3 separate regions of the Mus musculus genome follow, and regions 1 and 3 are each linked to region 2. The links are chromatin contacts, called in public HiChIP or PLAC-seq and promoter capture Hi-C maps. All regions are on one chromosome and are shown on one strand. The core of a region is the stretch at or near the end of the contact, and the rest is flanking DNA. Distances in the headings are between cores, read along the strand shown.

The links. Promoter capture Hi-C pulls out the DNA fragments that hold promoters and counts their contacts. HiChIP or PLAC-seq counts read pairs in DNA pulled down with a chosen protein or histone mark.
Region 1: a promoter capture Hi-C map of pre-B cells shows a contact between it and region 2, with 4 times the contacts expected there. The contact joins the promoter of B930059L03Rik here to the promoter of Eif5 in region 2. A contact is called at or near these places in 7 of 39 promoter capture datasets (the C10 cell line, hippocampal neurons, liver and 3 more), 6 of 484 Hi-C or Micro-C datasets (CD4 T cells, cerebral cortex, embryonic stem cells and 3 more) and 1 of 9 other capture datasets (liver).
Region 3: a contact with region 2 is called in a FOXA1 HiChIP or PLAC-seq map of pancreatic cancer cells. The contact joins the promoter of 4921507G05Rik here to the promoter of Eif5 in region 2. A contact is called at or near these places in 4 of 39 promoter capture datasets (the C10 cell line, embryonic stem cells, liver and 1 more), 1 of 484 Hi-C or Micro-C datasets (embryonic stem cells) and 3 of 115 datasets of contacts at active chromatin or transcription factors (extraembryonic endoderm stem cells, memory CD8 T cells and pancreatic cancer cells).

What each region holds. Positions count from the first base shown.
Region 1 is chr12:110,588,526-110,593,324 of GRCm38.p6, forward strand. B930059L03Rik (RIKEN cDNA B930059L03 gene) reads left to right here and starts at 2,849. Exons shown (of 1, transcript NR_033340.1): 1 at 2,849-4,154.
Region 2 is chr12:111,536,050-111,540,441 of GRCm38.p6, forward strand. Eif5 (eukaryotic translation initiation factor 5) reads left to right here and starts at 2,052. Exons shown (of 12, transcript NM_173363.5): 1 at 2,052-2,190; 2 at 2,306-2,499; 3 at 3,359-3,638; 4 at 3,752-3,833; 5 at 4,081-4,253. The coding sequence starts at 3,567.
Region 3 is chr12:110,838,400-110,843,149 of GRCm38.p6, forward strand. 4921507G05Rik (RIKEN cDNA 4921507G05 gene) reads left to right here and starts at 2,630. Exons shown (of 2, transcript NR_152102.1): 1 at 2,630-2,886; 2 at 4,010-4,750. Mok (MOK protein kinase) reads right to left here and starts at 2,540. Exons shown (of 12, transcript NM_011973.2): 1 at 2,347-2,540. The coding sequence starts at 2,353.

The DNA.
Region 1 (4,799 bases), core at 1,599-4,098, 950 kb before region 2:
AGTTAAAGAGACTTGTTGGGAAAAGCAGACGAGATTAAATTCAATGTGGTCACATTAGGAAGCAAACAAATGAGCTCTGCTGACTCCCGAACCGTCAAGTCTACCTTTGGAGTACTAACTGGAAGGCGAGATTTAGAGAGAAGACAAGAGGTATGTATAAACTAAGCAATCCTGGTTAACTCTAGTCCCACACATCATTGGCAAAACTCCAGTGTGGTCTGTAAGGTGGTCTCAAGTTGAAACTGTGTAAAGTCTCTTCCTAAGAGACAAGTTCCTCCTCTGGCTAGCACCTACTTATCATTAACTGTCAGCTTGGTACATCTCAGAGTCACTTGAGAAACGAGCGTACATTGGGCAACTGTCATTATTGGTTGTTCTGTAAATCCGTCTGTGAAGAGTTGGCCTGATTGGGAACTGAAGGTTAAAGGGACCACCGCATGGCCAGGTGGCTCTGGGTTAAAAGTGAGTTAGTTCGAGGCTGGCCTTGTCCTCAGAACAAGTTCTAGGACCTGTCCTCACCTCCCCCCGGAAAAAAAAAAAAAAAGCCTAAATAAAAACTTTAAAGCAAGTTAGTGACCCACCAAGCAGGTATCTTCTATGGCTTTCTCGCTAGGCTTCTGCTCTGATTTCCCTTCATGAAGGGATACAAGACTTAAACTCAGAACATCAGTACAATTCTTACAAGGGTTGGCCTTGAGCGGGGACATGGGGAGCTGGTCCACTGAAATAGAAGGGAAGCTTTTTAAAAATATATGATTTATTATTATTTCTGAGTATACCATAGCTGTCTTCAGACACACCAGAAGAATGCATCAGATCCCATTACAGATGGTTGTGAGACACCACGTGGTTGCTGGGAATTAAACTCAGGACCTCTGGAAAAGCAGTCACTGTTCTTAACCACTGAGCCATCTCTCCAGCCTGCAGAAGGGAGTTTGTTTGTTTTGCTGTTGTCTTTAAAGATGGTGGGAGATTTGAGCTTTCTGAGCAACTTAGTTAAAAGATGAGGTCATGAATTACAAATGAAAGCAATGGCATTCTCTCCCAGTTTCAGGAGTATGGAAGATCCCAGCCCTCCCAACAACAGTATACCACCCCCCTAAGGAAAGAGGTTTTTCTTTAAATGGTGAGTGACAAGGGCCTCATCTTCCATGGGATGCCACCTGCCACAGGTGACAGCCTGGAGTCTACAGAAAGTAGCTGCATTTCTGTTTCCTGTGACAGGCTCTCTCTACACCATGAGAAGGCATCAAACGGGATACACTGCATTAAACTACACTGCTCTGCAGAACTATGGCTGCAGGAAGCACCACTGGCTTAGGCGATGGTACTCCACCGCTTCCCAGCTGGCTGGCTGCACGTAGCTGGAGGGCAAGGAGCTGGCTGAAAGTAGACACCCATAACAGAAATTCTACCTCCACCTACATGCCAAAAGAGACATAGGCATGCCGTGTAGGTGTGAGGAATATTCCCGAGGAGGATGCAAAGCCAGCAGAGGCAGGTAAGCAGGGGCTCCCACTGGCAGTGTCGCCATCCTATGCAGATCTCAGGGCCACAAGTCAATGCTTCTGGAAGGACAGGAAAGTAACCCCAGTAGCAGGTGAGGAAGGGTGGGTCACTTCAGTTTACTGTTGGTGGCTTGCAGATTTGTAGGACCCTTAAAAATGCAACTGAAAGTTTTAAAAGGTAAGTGTTGAAAACATTTTGAGACAGTCTTACCAAAAATCCTACTACCCAGCCCCCTGAATGCTGGCATTAGAAACACGTTCCACCCTGCAGGGTGTCATGTATTTTGACTCTGCAATTCTGCTTCAAAAATTTAGCCATCAGCAAAATTCACCTAGTCTGAGCAGTAAGGCCAGCTACTCCCGGCCGCACTGTTTTCCATGCTGAAAAACAGAAACCAGGAATTATCCTCACCTGCCTGAAGTGTTGCTAGATGCAAATGTGAGCAGAGAAGTGAGAAAACCCCAGCACACGCTCTCACTCCTTAAGATTTTATTTTTTTAAATGTGTTTGTTTCTGTATGTGGATTTGTACATATGAGTGCAAGTGCCCACGGAAGCAAGAGGGTGTTCGGTCCCCTGGGGCTAGGGTTATAAATAGTCTGTCCCTAACGTGGGACTCTAAACTCGGATTGTCCGGAAGAACTGTACATGGACCTAACTGCTGAGCGGTCTCCATAAAATATGGCCAAATTGAAACTAGAAAGGTTCTGGCACTCATTCCAAATTCGAATTCATCCTCACCCCAGGACTAACTTTTCCTGCCGGCCCAACACCTTCTTCTCAAACATTCCACACTGCAGCCAAGAGGGAGCTTGCAAAAACATCCCTCCAACCAGTCACCCCAGGATAGCCCGTGAGCCCTCTACAAGCAATGTCCCTATTACCCTACTTATCGCTGTACCTTCAGTCTGGCACCGTGTGGGACACTCAAAACTGCGTCTGATGGACGCAATGTACAGATAAATGTGGGATCAGCGAGAACAGCAAGATCCAAGTGGAGAGGCAATCAAATGTGGGTACGTGTGTGTAAGGTGGACGTGCTGACATACGCCTTCCATGCCAGCACTGGAAAGGTGGAGGCAGGAGCATCAGAGTTGGGACTCAGCACGGCTACCCGGCATCCAAACCAAAGAGCAAGCGGATGGCAGCAGGTACCCCGTAGGAATGAGACAAAGCGCATGCAGAAAACGGAGAAGAGTTCAAAGTCAACAGGATATCAGCTCAGCACAGCTGCACCAGAACACGGCAGCAGGACAAGGGCGGCCCCGGGAAGGTCTCTGCCATCTCGGCAGGGCGGAGATCTCCGCAAGGCGCAGCCTCCACGGCGCACGTGACTGGATGAGTCACCGCGCCAGGAAGCCGCACGAAACCTCGGTTCGGCAGCTCGAACGCAGGCTGACTTAGGACAAGGCAGCGACGTCTAGAGGAAGCCGCAGAGGGGGCCGCGTCCCTTGGCGGGAGGGGAGTGAGGGCCGCGGACGGCCCGGACCCAAGCTTAGACGCTTGGCCCACGGCACACAGGACAGGGAGACCGACTACCTTCACCTAAACGCTGGCGCAGGGAAATGACGCAGCGCATCGACCAATCGGGAAGTGTCTGACTCTGAATCTCGCGATATTCACGGGAGGAAAATGAGCCAATCGCAATGCCCCTTCTTCCAGGCCGCGGTGATTGGCTTGAGGACTCACATGATCGTTCGAGGCCACACGTGACCGCTCCCCTGGCGACACGTGATCGACCTGCCACTCTGCAGAAGTGGCTTCTGGACAGCGGCAAACAGGCGTCCGTGGAACTGAACGGCAGGTCCTGGGTTACAGCCCCGTCACTTTCCACTTGATAGGCGGGGTTGGTGACCAGGGTCCCATGTGACCCCCGTCATGGAACCCCGAGACGCGACCGTAGCGTGGATAGGACAGGGCCAACCTGTCCCCTGTAGCAGCTCTGAGAACTGAAGTAGGTGGGAGGCTGGGGATGCCGAGAGATTAACGAAAGAAACCAGTAAGCAGGGTCAGGAAACTCGTCCCACCTAAGTGGCGTGTACCGGACACGTGGTAACGTAAAGAGGTAGAGGTGCTTGCTATGTAAATAACTATGGAGGACCAGAACTCACATAGATGAGGACTTTGAGCACCCCGTCTTTCCCACTACCACTCACTGGGTGCCTCTTTCTTTCCTTCTTTCTCTAATTTACTCATAAGACAGGGTCTCGCCTTGGCTAGCCTTATTGTCTGTCTGTCTGTCTGTCTATAAAACAGAGTCTCTTCTTGGCTGACCTGGAACTCACTGTGTAGACCCTAAACTCAAGAGATGTCCCTGCCTCTGCCCTAAGAATAAAGGCGTGCACTTCCTGGCTTGACTTCTGTCTCCCTCTCTCCTTTCTTTGTAGTAAACTGCCTGTCTCCGACTCTGTCCCTGAGTCTTACTGTTCTAGGGCTCAAAAATCTGGAAATTTGTGCTGATTCCCTCCAGGGTCATAGCCATGCCTGTTCCAAGGAAGCCCTAGCGATGTCTGTTTCCCACTGCTTCCTGCCCAAGATACTGGTAACCCTGGAAGGTAGCCCTGGTGTGGGGGTGCTGTCAGAAGCATGGACACAATTCTCTCTCTCCATGATGTTAGAATTTCCTGAATAATAAATTGGCAGTCTGCATCCCTTGTATTGATGTAATTTGTTGAGTAGTTTTGTTCTCACTCTCTTAATAAATAATAACTCTTGGGTCACACATTACACCTCACAATGCAATGTAAATTACAGAATGGCTATTCAAGGTTAGAGTTCACAGAGGCCTTCCTGGAGGCAGAGGCAGATAGCTGCTACAACATTTGCTGGTTTGGTTTGCTTGGTTTTGTTCATTTGATTTTCCAAGATAGGGTTTCTGTGTAGCTTTGGCTGTCCTGGAATTCATTCTAGACCAGGCTAGCCTCAAATCCACAGAGACCTACCTGCCTCTGCCTCCCAAGTGTTGGGGTTAAGGGACTATACCACCACCATCTGGCACAAATACAGTATTTAGGGATTAAGGAGTCCAAGTGGATAGCTGTTGGGGGCATGGAGCTCAGAACCTGAGAGATCAGGGATCTAGGCCGCAGGTGTAGTGTTCAGGTGTAAGACAGGTATAGCTTCAAGTAGATAGGTGGATTGTCAGCCGTTCACGCACGTAGGAGGTGACGGGCCGGGCTGAAGCCCTAGGTAAAGTTCAGAGGTCTCTGCTTCAGCGGGTGGTCATCACGATGTCAGGCACCCTCCTTACAGGGTCCATGTTCGGGTGTTGTGCCTCGTGGCGGCCCTCCA
Region 2 (4,392 bases), core at 802-3,301:
TAACACACCCCTTACCAGACTATTAGTCACTTACATACAAACTGCCCACTTAGACTCCTCTGTTTACTAGGGAGGGCTATGTCATACGCTGACCCAGAAAAGCTCTGAGAGCCAAGAGAATTGGGCACACATGCTAGTTCTGTAAGTTACAGAGGAAATGACCTTGGAAAAGCAGCTTCATCCCCCCCCCTACCCTCAGGCTTCAGTTTTCTTGTTTGTAAAATGGGTGTAAAAATTCCTCAGTATTCAAGGTCTTCTTAAAGCTGTAGGATATTAGAATCTGATAAATGGCGTGATTACGAGTACTTCTTATTGTAAATAAATAAAATTAATTTAAAATTTTTTACAAAGCACTTAGCTGGGTGTGCTAGTACCTGTCTGTAAGCCCCTACTAGGGAGGTTGAGGCATGAAGCTAGCTATGAGTTTGGGGCCAGGCTGGGCTACATACTGAAAGGGCATCAAAGTGATTCTTAGAAGTTGTCCATAATAACAGCACTAAAAATTAAAAGCAACACTAGCATAAGCTTTTATATTTTCATCTCCTTTGTGGCTGTCCTGGAACTTGTTATATAGGCTAGGCTAGCCTGCCTCTGCCTCTGGAGTGCTAGGATTAAAGGTGTCAGCACCCCTGGCTCCTACAAACTTTTAAAATGAAGTTAAACATCAGGCCATCGAACATACAGAAAAGACCACTTTGTATAGTGTTACCAAAAATACTTTTGTGAGACAAGCCTCTTACCTCGGACTGGTTTCACACCCTTTTCTGAGAGTTTCTAAAATATTGCCATTTGAGTTCAGCCAAGCAAAAACTCAATCTTTTCCAATACTGCCAAGTCATGATCCATGGCTCACAGAGGCACTGCCTGAGATCTTTCCACTTTAACGAGGGGGAACCTGGATAAGCACAGAGCCGTAAAAACTGTAGAGCCATGGACTGTGAAATAAAAGCTACAGAAGAGACACAAATCTTTCAGTTCTGCATCTTGTCTTTAGTCTCCCTCACGGACATGGTCAATTAGCTTTACAGAGCTTTTAAGTCATGGGGAAATAACCTTGGATTTGGGCAAAATAAAATTGATCTTTCCATTTTAACCTTGTTACAAATTCTACTGGCGTAGAACAAAGGGCAGCCCTTCTTCCACAACACTGCTCTTTCTCCCCATCCAGGAAACCAGGCAGCTGCTGACTAAGCCAGGCTGCTGCTCTCAGAAGCCCTGGGAAGGTGGAACAGGTATTTCTATATTATTAGTTGGACTCTGGGATGATTTCAACTCTCAGTCGAAACTTTTACCAAAAAAAGAAGTTTTTTTTTTCTTTTAAATAATGGAAGAGTGTCTAGGAAAGAAAAAGTCCGGGCTCCTCTTCCGAACATAAATTGTTAGTAAATAAAACACTGTTGCCTCCTCGGGTGCACCTGCAGGGAGTCACAGTCACCAACCAGCCTGGCCTTTACAGACCGGGCTGGGCTGGACGGGGTGGCCCTACGTGGCGACTGAGCCCCGAGGCGGGGGGATGGCCAAACCTCGAGGCACAGCCGGACCTGACTGGGGTCGAGACCACCCTAAGTTGCGCGGGGACCCAAGCTACACAAAAAAAGGTTTCTATCGTGGGAAACCTCAGAGCCACAACCGCGGAGTCTCGGCTCGGCGGCGGCTTGGCTCCCCGAGCTCAGGGAGAGGCACCATATGGGATGACAGGCACGGGCCAGGCAGCAGGAAGGGTGGTGGGAAAGAGGCAAGGGGAGCCGCAGTGTCGGGAGCCTCCTGGCGCGGTCCAGATGAGCAGTTAGATCACGCGTGGCCCACAGAGAAGCACCGTGGACATAGCCGGCCCGGCCCCGCCCCGAGAGAGGACTAGGCAGGCGCCATAGTGCCTGAACGCATAAACTCAGAGCGAGCCGGGCTATCGCGAGACCGCGAAGGCCTCTGGGAAGGACGGAGTTGGGGGGGGGAAGGGAAGGGAAGGAAGCTGGGACAGGCAGGAGGCGGGCCGAGACCACGAGTGGAGCCCCAGGAAGTGGAGGGCGGAGAAGCGTGAGATCGACGTGCATGCGAGCCAATGACAAGAGAAGTTGGGAGGGCCTGCGGCCAATAAGCGGTGGCTGCCCGGTACAAGGGGCGGGCTCCGGGGCCGAGGGTAGCTTGAGCGCGGCGGCGGCGTTGTTCAGTCAGAGCGAGAACATTCCAGAGGTGAGTCCGCGGGGGGCGGTGGCCCGCGCCCCTGCCCTGCGCTCCCGCCCCTCCACCCCGCGGGCCGCCGGCGGGGGCAGGCGCCGCCCGCCGCTCACTGCCTTGTCCCCGCCAGGTCGCCAGGCTCGGCGCTGCTGGTGTGGACGCGGACGTCGCTGGGACAGTCCCTCCCGCTGCTCGGCGGCGGCACCTGCCCAGCCGCCCCTCCGCTCGCCGCCGGCCCCGCCGCTCCGGACCCGGTTTCCAGCGCCTCTTCCTCCCAGTCCCGGGCGAGCCGCGTTGGGTTTATGTCTTTATTTGACGAAAACGGTGAGTCGCGGGCGGCGGGCCATGGCGGCGGCAAGATGGCGGCGCGGCCGCGTGACCCGCCGCGCGTGTGGCGCAGTTTGGGGGGGGCCGGGCCGTGCGGGAGCGCGCCCGCGCGCGCGCCGTGGCTGAGTCAGGCCCGGGGCGCGTTTGTGACTCAGGGAGGCCGCACCTCTGCCCCGCCGGCCGCCGGAAGGGGGAGGCCGGGCGACGGGCTGCGACCGTCGCGTAGCCATGGGGACGAGGGCGAAGGTCGGCCGTGCGCCGAGGGAGCGAGGGGAGGGAGCCCGGGCGCGGCTTCGGCCGTGGTCCTCGTGCTCCGACGGAGCCAATGGCTCCCAGCCTGGACTTGCCGCCCTGAAGCCCCCGGAGTCGCCGAAGCCGCCCCTCGGCGGTTGGCAGGTCCGGCTCGACGTTTCCCGTTTTACCACGATGGCAGCCGGGGGAGGCGCCATCGGCGAAGTTGGTGGCCCCCGGGCCTGAAGTGAGGGAGAGAAAGGGCCCGGATCCCCTTTTCGGCAGTTACAACGCTGTCGCTCGGCCGGGGCAACCCATGACTCGCCGGTGGCCTTTGATGTGACAATCTCCCGGCGGCTGAGGGAGCAGGGTTTGTGTTCCGTGTTGTCCTCCTCGTTTCGAGCAGTTTCCCTGCCAGTCACAACCCGTGTCAAAATGGTGGCCTCCTGGGTTCCTGGAGTTGTGCTTTGTTACATGGGGATGTCAGCTGTTTTCTCACAAGGACTCGGGCTGTTAGAGCTCGGAGTGTTAGTTGTGTGAGGGACTCGGGGACGGGAAGTTGTCCCGGGGAGGAGTGATGCTAAACCTGTAGGGTTGTTGTGTGTTTTCTCCTTTTCTCTTTCAGAGCTGTTGCGCAGCCATTGGTACCTGTATTGGGGAAACATAGCATACAAGCAAGAAGCTTACAGCCTCAGTGGCGAAAATTTTTTCATGTCAGAGACCGAGAACTCTTGCAGTCGTTTATGTCATCCCTTCTTCTCCAGACAGAAGATACCAAAAAGTTGCAATCAAAGATCTCTTCATCTTATTGATAAAGTCACTAATAAGCCAAAATGTCTGTCAACGTCAACCGCAGCGTGTCAGACCAGTTCTATCGCTACAAGATGCCCCGTTTGATTGCTAAGGTAATGCTGGTTTTTATTTTAGTAGCCTGTTGGTCCGCACACTCTTGATAGGTTTTGAAAGATTACATTTCACAGGGAAGACAGTGCAAAATTGAAATTCTTATTTCCTTTAGGTTGAGGGCAAAGGAAATGGAATCAAGACAGTTATAGTCAACATGGTTGACGTTGCAAAGGCGCTTAATCGGCCTCCAACGTGTAAGTAAAGCTTGGAGAAGCCTGAAAAGGTATATTATGGCTATAGTTTTTACAGTCTTTGAGCTATACATCTTTCCTCAATCATGTTAATTAGCAAGTTGGAACTGCGGACCTACTTGATTGGGTGTCATTAAGCCACCCTGGCTGTATTTCAGTTTCCCTGTAATTTTAACACGGTGAGTTTTTGTATATTCACGTGCAACCAGTGCTTTAGTTAACTATAATGGAATGTCTTGTCTTTATACAGATCCCACCAAATATTTTGGTTGTGAGCTGGGAGCACAGACCCAGTTTGATGTTAAGAATGACCGTTACATTGTCAATGGATCTCATGAGGCGAATAAGCTGCAAGACATGTTGGATGGATTCATTAAAAAATTTGTTCTCTGTCCTGAGTGTGAGAATCCTGAAACAGATCTGGTGAGTGCCTTTTAGGTTTTTTTTCAAGACTATCATGAAGAAAATTGGGTTAAATTAGTACTTTAGATGTCTTCTGGCACTTTTATAATGTAACAAAAACTTCTATCCACTTTTCCTTTTTGGCTGTAGATGACACTTG
Region 3 (4,750 bases), core at 1,380-3,879, 700 kb before region 2:
AGAGCACTGACTGCTCTTCCAGAGGTCCTGAGCTCAAATCCCAGCAACCAGATGGTGGCTCACAACCATCTGTAATGAGATCTGATGCCCTCTTCTGGTGTATGTGAAGACAGCTACAGTGTACTTACATGCATAAAATAAATAAATCTTAAAAAAAAAAAAATCAGACAGGCCAGGCAGTGGTGGCACACACCTTTACTGCCAGCATTTGGGAGCAGAGACAGTCGGATCTCTTGTGAGTTCAAGGCCAGCCTAGTCTACAGAGTGAGTTCCAAGGCAACTGGGGCTACACAGAGAAAGCCTGTCTCAAAGAACCAAAAACCAAACCAAACCAAAAAACAGTCTAGAGAGGAAAAAGTAAGGACTCTAATTAGATCCAGTAAGGACAAATGTCTTCAAGTAAGGATTGGTCAAGCTCATCTTCTCTCTCGAGTCGATGTCTTCCATCCACTGGGCCAGCCAGGCACTCACTCCCAGTCTGCATGCCAGACACAGTGGTGTCTTACACACACACACACACACACACACACACACACACACCGTCTTACCTGACCCCTCAGCATCCTCAGCATCTTCCCTGGAGATTGCTGTCACTACACCTGTTTAAGGATGAGAGCTGAGGGGGCTGAGAGGCGGCAGGGACTCCTGAGGCTGTGGGTCTGCCTAGCTCCGTGCCTGGCTGCAATGTCCTCCACCTCCAGAGCGGATGCTCTTAACTTTACCCTGGGACACCTTGCCACTCACTATGCAAATGACTTACAAGGCAAAGGAGGAGGACAGGAAAACTGGCTAAACCTGGGTGTTACCAAAACTTTGGCCACAATCCACTTTCTGGAGGCCTAGGGTGGTGATGGTGCACGCCTTTAATTCCAGCACTTGAGAGGCAGAAACAGGCTAATCTCTGAATTCTAGGCCAGCCTGGTCCACAGAGCTAGTTCTAGGGTAGCTTTGGCTACAAAGGGAAACCCTGTCTTGAAAAACCAAAATGAGCCGGGCGGTGGTGGCGCATGCATTTAATCCCAGCACTTGGGATGCAGGGGCAGGCAGATTTCTGAGTTTGAGGCTAGCCTTGTCTCTCTCTCTCTCTCTCTCTCTCTCTCTCTCTATATATATATATATATATATATATATATATATATAAAACTTAAATTTTTTTAAATTAATATTTTGCATATATAATTTGCATTTTATGATGTGTCTATTTTTTAACTTTTCTTAAATTTTTTTTTGTTTTTGTTTTTCTCCTCTTTAAGTGTGTCTATAGGATCTGTGGTGAGAGAGAGAATACTAGAGAGAAGGGTGTGGAGGGAGAGAGAAGATACCATAGCTGGGGTGAGAGGAACACCTGTAGTAGTGTCTGTGGTGTTTAGCACTGCATATGCCTGAACTTCGAGCTCTTTGGGAATCTCTTATCTCTGCTCCCATCTCACCATAGGCATGCTGGGATTGCAGGTGCATGCTACTGCATCAGATTTTGTTTTTGTTTTTTTTTGTTTTTTTTTTGAGACAGTTTCTGTCTAGTAGGCTTGGCTATCCTGAAATTTGTTATACTGATCAGGCTGGCCTCAAACTCATGGAAATTCAACTGCCTCTGCCTCTAAGTGAGGGGAATGAATGCGCCCGTCACTCCCCTCAAGACCACATTAATCTTCCTTAAAGGGAGTGACACAGTGACACAAGACTGAAGGGTGAATGAGATGACTTATTTTTTAAATGTTATGTCATTTATGGTACATAGAAATTACTGCACTGCAATTAAAATGTAGTGTCAATTTGATATTGTAACTACAGAGAACACAATCTAATCACGGTAAGAGACTACACTTCTGGCTACACTATCACAGGCAATCATAACCGTATATCTATGAAAATCAAACAGCGGTCCCAACAAAACCGACTTGTCTAGTCGCATTTGGACTCCAGGTTACCCACAAACCCGGCACTAAGTCCAGTTTTCCAGTCCTTCTATTTTCTAGAAAGACTGCCTCATCTCCCAACTTCTAAGCAACCGTTTTACATTCCGCTAAAAGGATGCTTTCAGAACCACAACTGTTTAACTCAGAAAGTAAGATAGGCGGCCCAGCGTCCCTCTCGAACGCGGTTTAAGCCGCCGTCCCGCAGGGGCGGGGAGCCACCGTGTGAGCGCTCAGAGCCGACGGCCAATGTCTTGAGATTTCAGATGCGATCCGACAAACGAACGAACGAACGAACGAACGAATGAGCGAGTGAATGAACGAAATGACACAACTCCTCAAACTCCAGCAGAACCCGCTGCCTAGCCCCGGGTACCTGCGGCGCCGCCCCGCAGGCCCCGGGGACCCTCAGCCCTTCTCCGGCCCCACTCACTCTTCATCCTGAACGCGGATGACGCCGTCAGCCCCTGGACGGCCCCGGACCGAAAAGAAAAGAGGAGACTGTGGTACCGGCCTTCTCCCTTCCAGAGGTGGCTTCCGGCTCGAGGACCTTCGCGGTGGTCCCTGGCTGGGGAGCGTTAGGATCCGGCCGCCATATTGTATTCCTGTCGCCTTAGCAACCGCCAGACCCTTAGGAGGGAGGGGCGTTCCGGAGACATGCGTATACGCATGCGCAAAGGAGAGGGTTTAAAAACCGCTGGCCCGTTCACGCATGCGCGGTGCAGCCTGCCGCCTCGGTTCGGTCGCTACGCAACCTCTCGCCGCTTTAAATTTAAGTATAATTTCTTACCTAGTGAGTAGGCGACCTTGGTGGGACTGACTCTTCCCAGCTCTCCCGAGAATGTAACGATGTTGAACCAGACGAGAACAATTTCCTTGAGCTTTAACTGCCTGTAACACTAGTTGGAGCCTGTTCTTGACAACACCTACAGTTGAGCATCAAAGCAGCCTGATAGCTACTGCTGTGTAATTTGTAAGTTTTACTGCTTAATTCAACAAACATTTACTTTGCTAAAAGTAGTGTTGCACGCATTGGAGATATAATGAAAAGCGACCTAGACGAGATCCCTAAATTCTTGTTACTGTAAAGTGAGGTTGAAAAATTCTCACCCCATGCATTTAAATTCAAAAAGAAAAAAAGGGGAAAAAAAAGTCATGTGGGTTGTCTAAAAATAAACTGCATTTAAATTCAATAAAGAAAGAAAGAAAAAGAAAAATCCTTACCCAAGTGGTCGCAGTGAAGACTAAATGAGATGTCCCTGGTGCCCCACCCAATTCCTAGGGGCTTTTGCCTAAGGCTTGACAGGGTCTGTCACACTGCAAGTGCTTAATAAATGTTTGTCCAAAAGCCAGGGGAATCAGCACCTGTCACCTCTGTATCATTCTTATCTGTCTAGGGGCAAGCCTGATTTTAAGCATTGAGGATTCAGGACAAACTTTACCCTTTGACCCAGTTAAACAGGCAGATGGGAGAAGTGTTTTTGCTGACTTGGGCAATAGAAACCATATATCCTGTTGTTGGAGTCCCAAGATGATAAAGAGCTTTGTCAGGGGCACCTCCTGGTGGATCACTGAACCCAGACACCAGCCCATGGCTTCTGACTCCCTGTGTTTCTGTGCCCAGAAGAAGTTGGGCGCAAAGGGTTTCAACGTGTACATATTTTATGGAGGGTGTGTTTCAAACTGGCCCCTGGAACAACTGATGTGTTTTAGCAAATTAGAAGTAACATCTGGGGCTGGCGAGATGACTCAGTGGTTAAGAGCACCAACTGATCTTCCAAAGGTCCTGAGTTCAAACCCCAGCAACCACATGGTGGCTCACAACCATCCATAACGAAATCTGATGCCCTCTTCTGGAGTATCTGAGGACAGCTACAGTGTACTTACTGTAATATAATAAGTAAATAAATACATAATAAATAAACAAATAAATAAATAGAAAAATAGAAGTAACATCTGAAAAGCCCTTCTGTTTGTCTATTTTTCTTTCTTTTTTTTTTTTTGTCTAACAGTTTTCATATGCACACATTGGGAGTGAAACATTTAAATTATTTTCATTTCCCTATTTGTTTTCTGTTTCTCCATCTCACCCCAAGCCCAGAATTCACAAGCAGGACTTCGGTTTCTCTATGGAAAATGTTCTGCCTTCCTGTGACTGTGTGTTCCAGAGCTCTATGTCAAAATTTAAAAATGTGAAGAGGAAGATAAAAGCTAGAACTCAGTGACTGAGCTCGATCACCAGCCGCTGCAGAGGGGAGAGGAAGGACAAGCTTAGAGTCATGGAGCCTTAGTGAAGAAGGCCAGGAGAATCAACTCAGGCGTCTGGAAAAAGCAAGAGACACAGAGAAAAGGGGGTTGTCACACATTCCTGCTATTAGTCCCAGCACTGTGGCTTGGGGCTATGGGTGGAGGCAGGCCGATCTCTGCGAGTTCAAGGCCAGCCTGGGTTACATAGTTCCAGCTACATAGACTTTGGAAAATGCTTTTATCCTTTGCCACTCCAGCTTTCCTGTCAGGTGACTCTTTCCACCAGATCTTTTGATACAGAAGCAGGGGGACACCACCACTGCCCCTGCTGCAAACTGTCTTTCTTAAATCGTAGGCTATGTGATAACTTTGGGATAGACTCACATTCTGTGAGTCTATCCCAAATGTGATATCTTTGGGATATGTGAGTCTATCCCAATGTGATAACTTTGGGATAGACTCACAGAAGCACAGGGGGCATGACATTGAATATTTCACTGGCCATAAAAGAGGAGTGTGGCCTTCCAATTGCTTCTAATTCTCTTCTAGAATTCCCCAGTTATTGGTGTGGTGGGGGCAGAGGCAAAAAT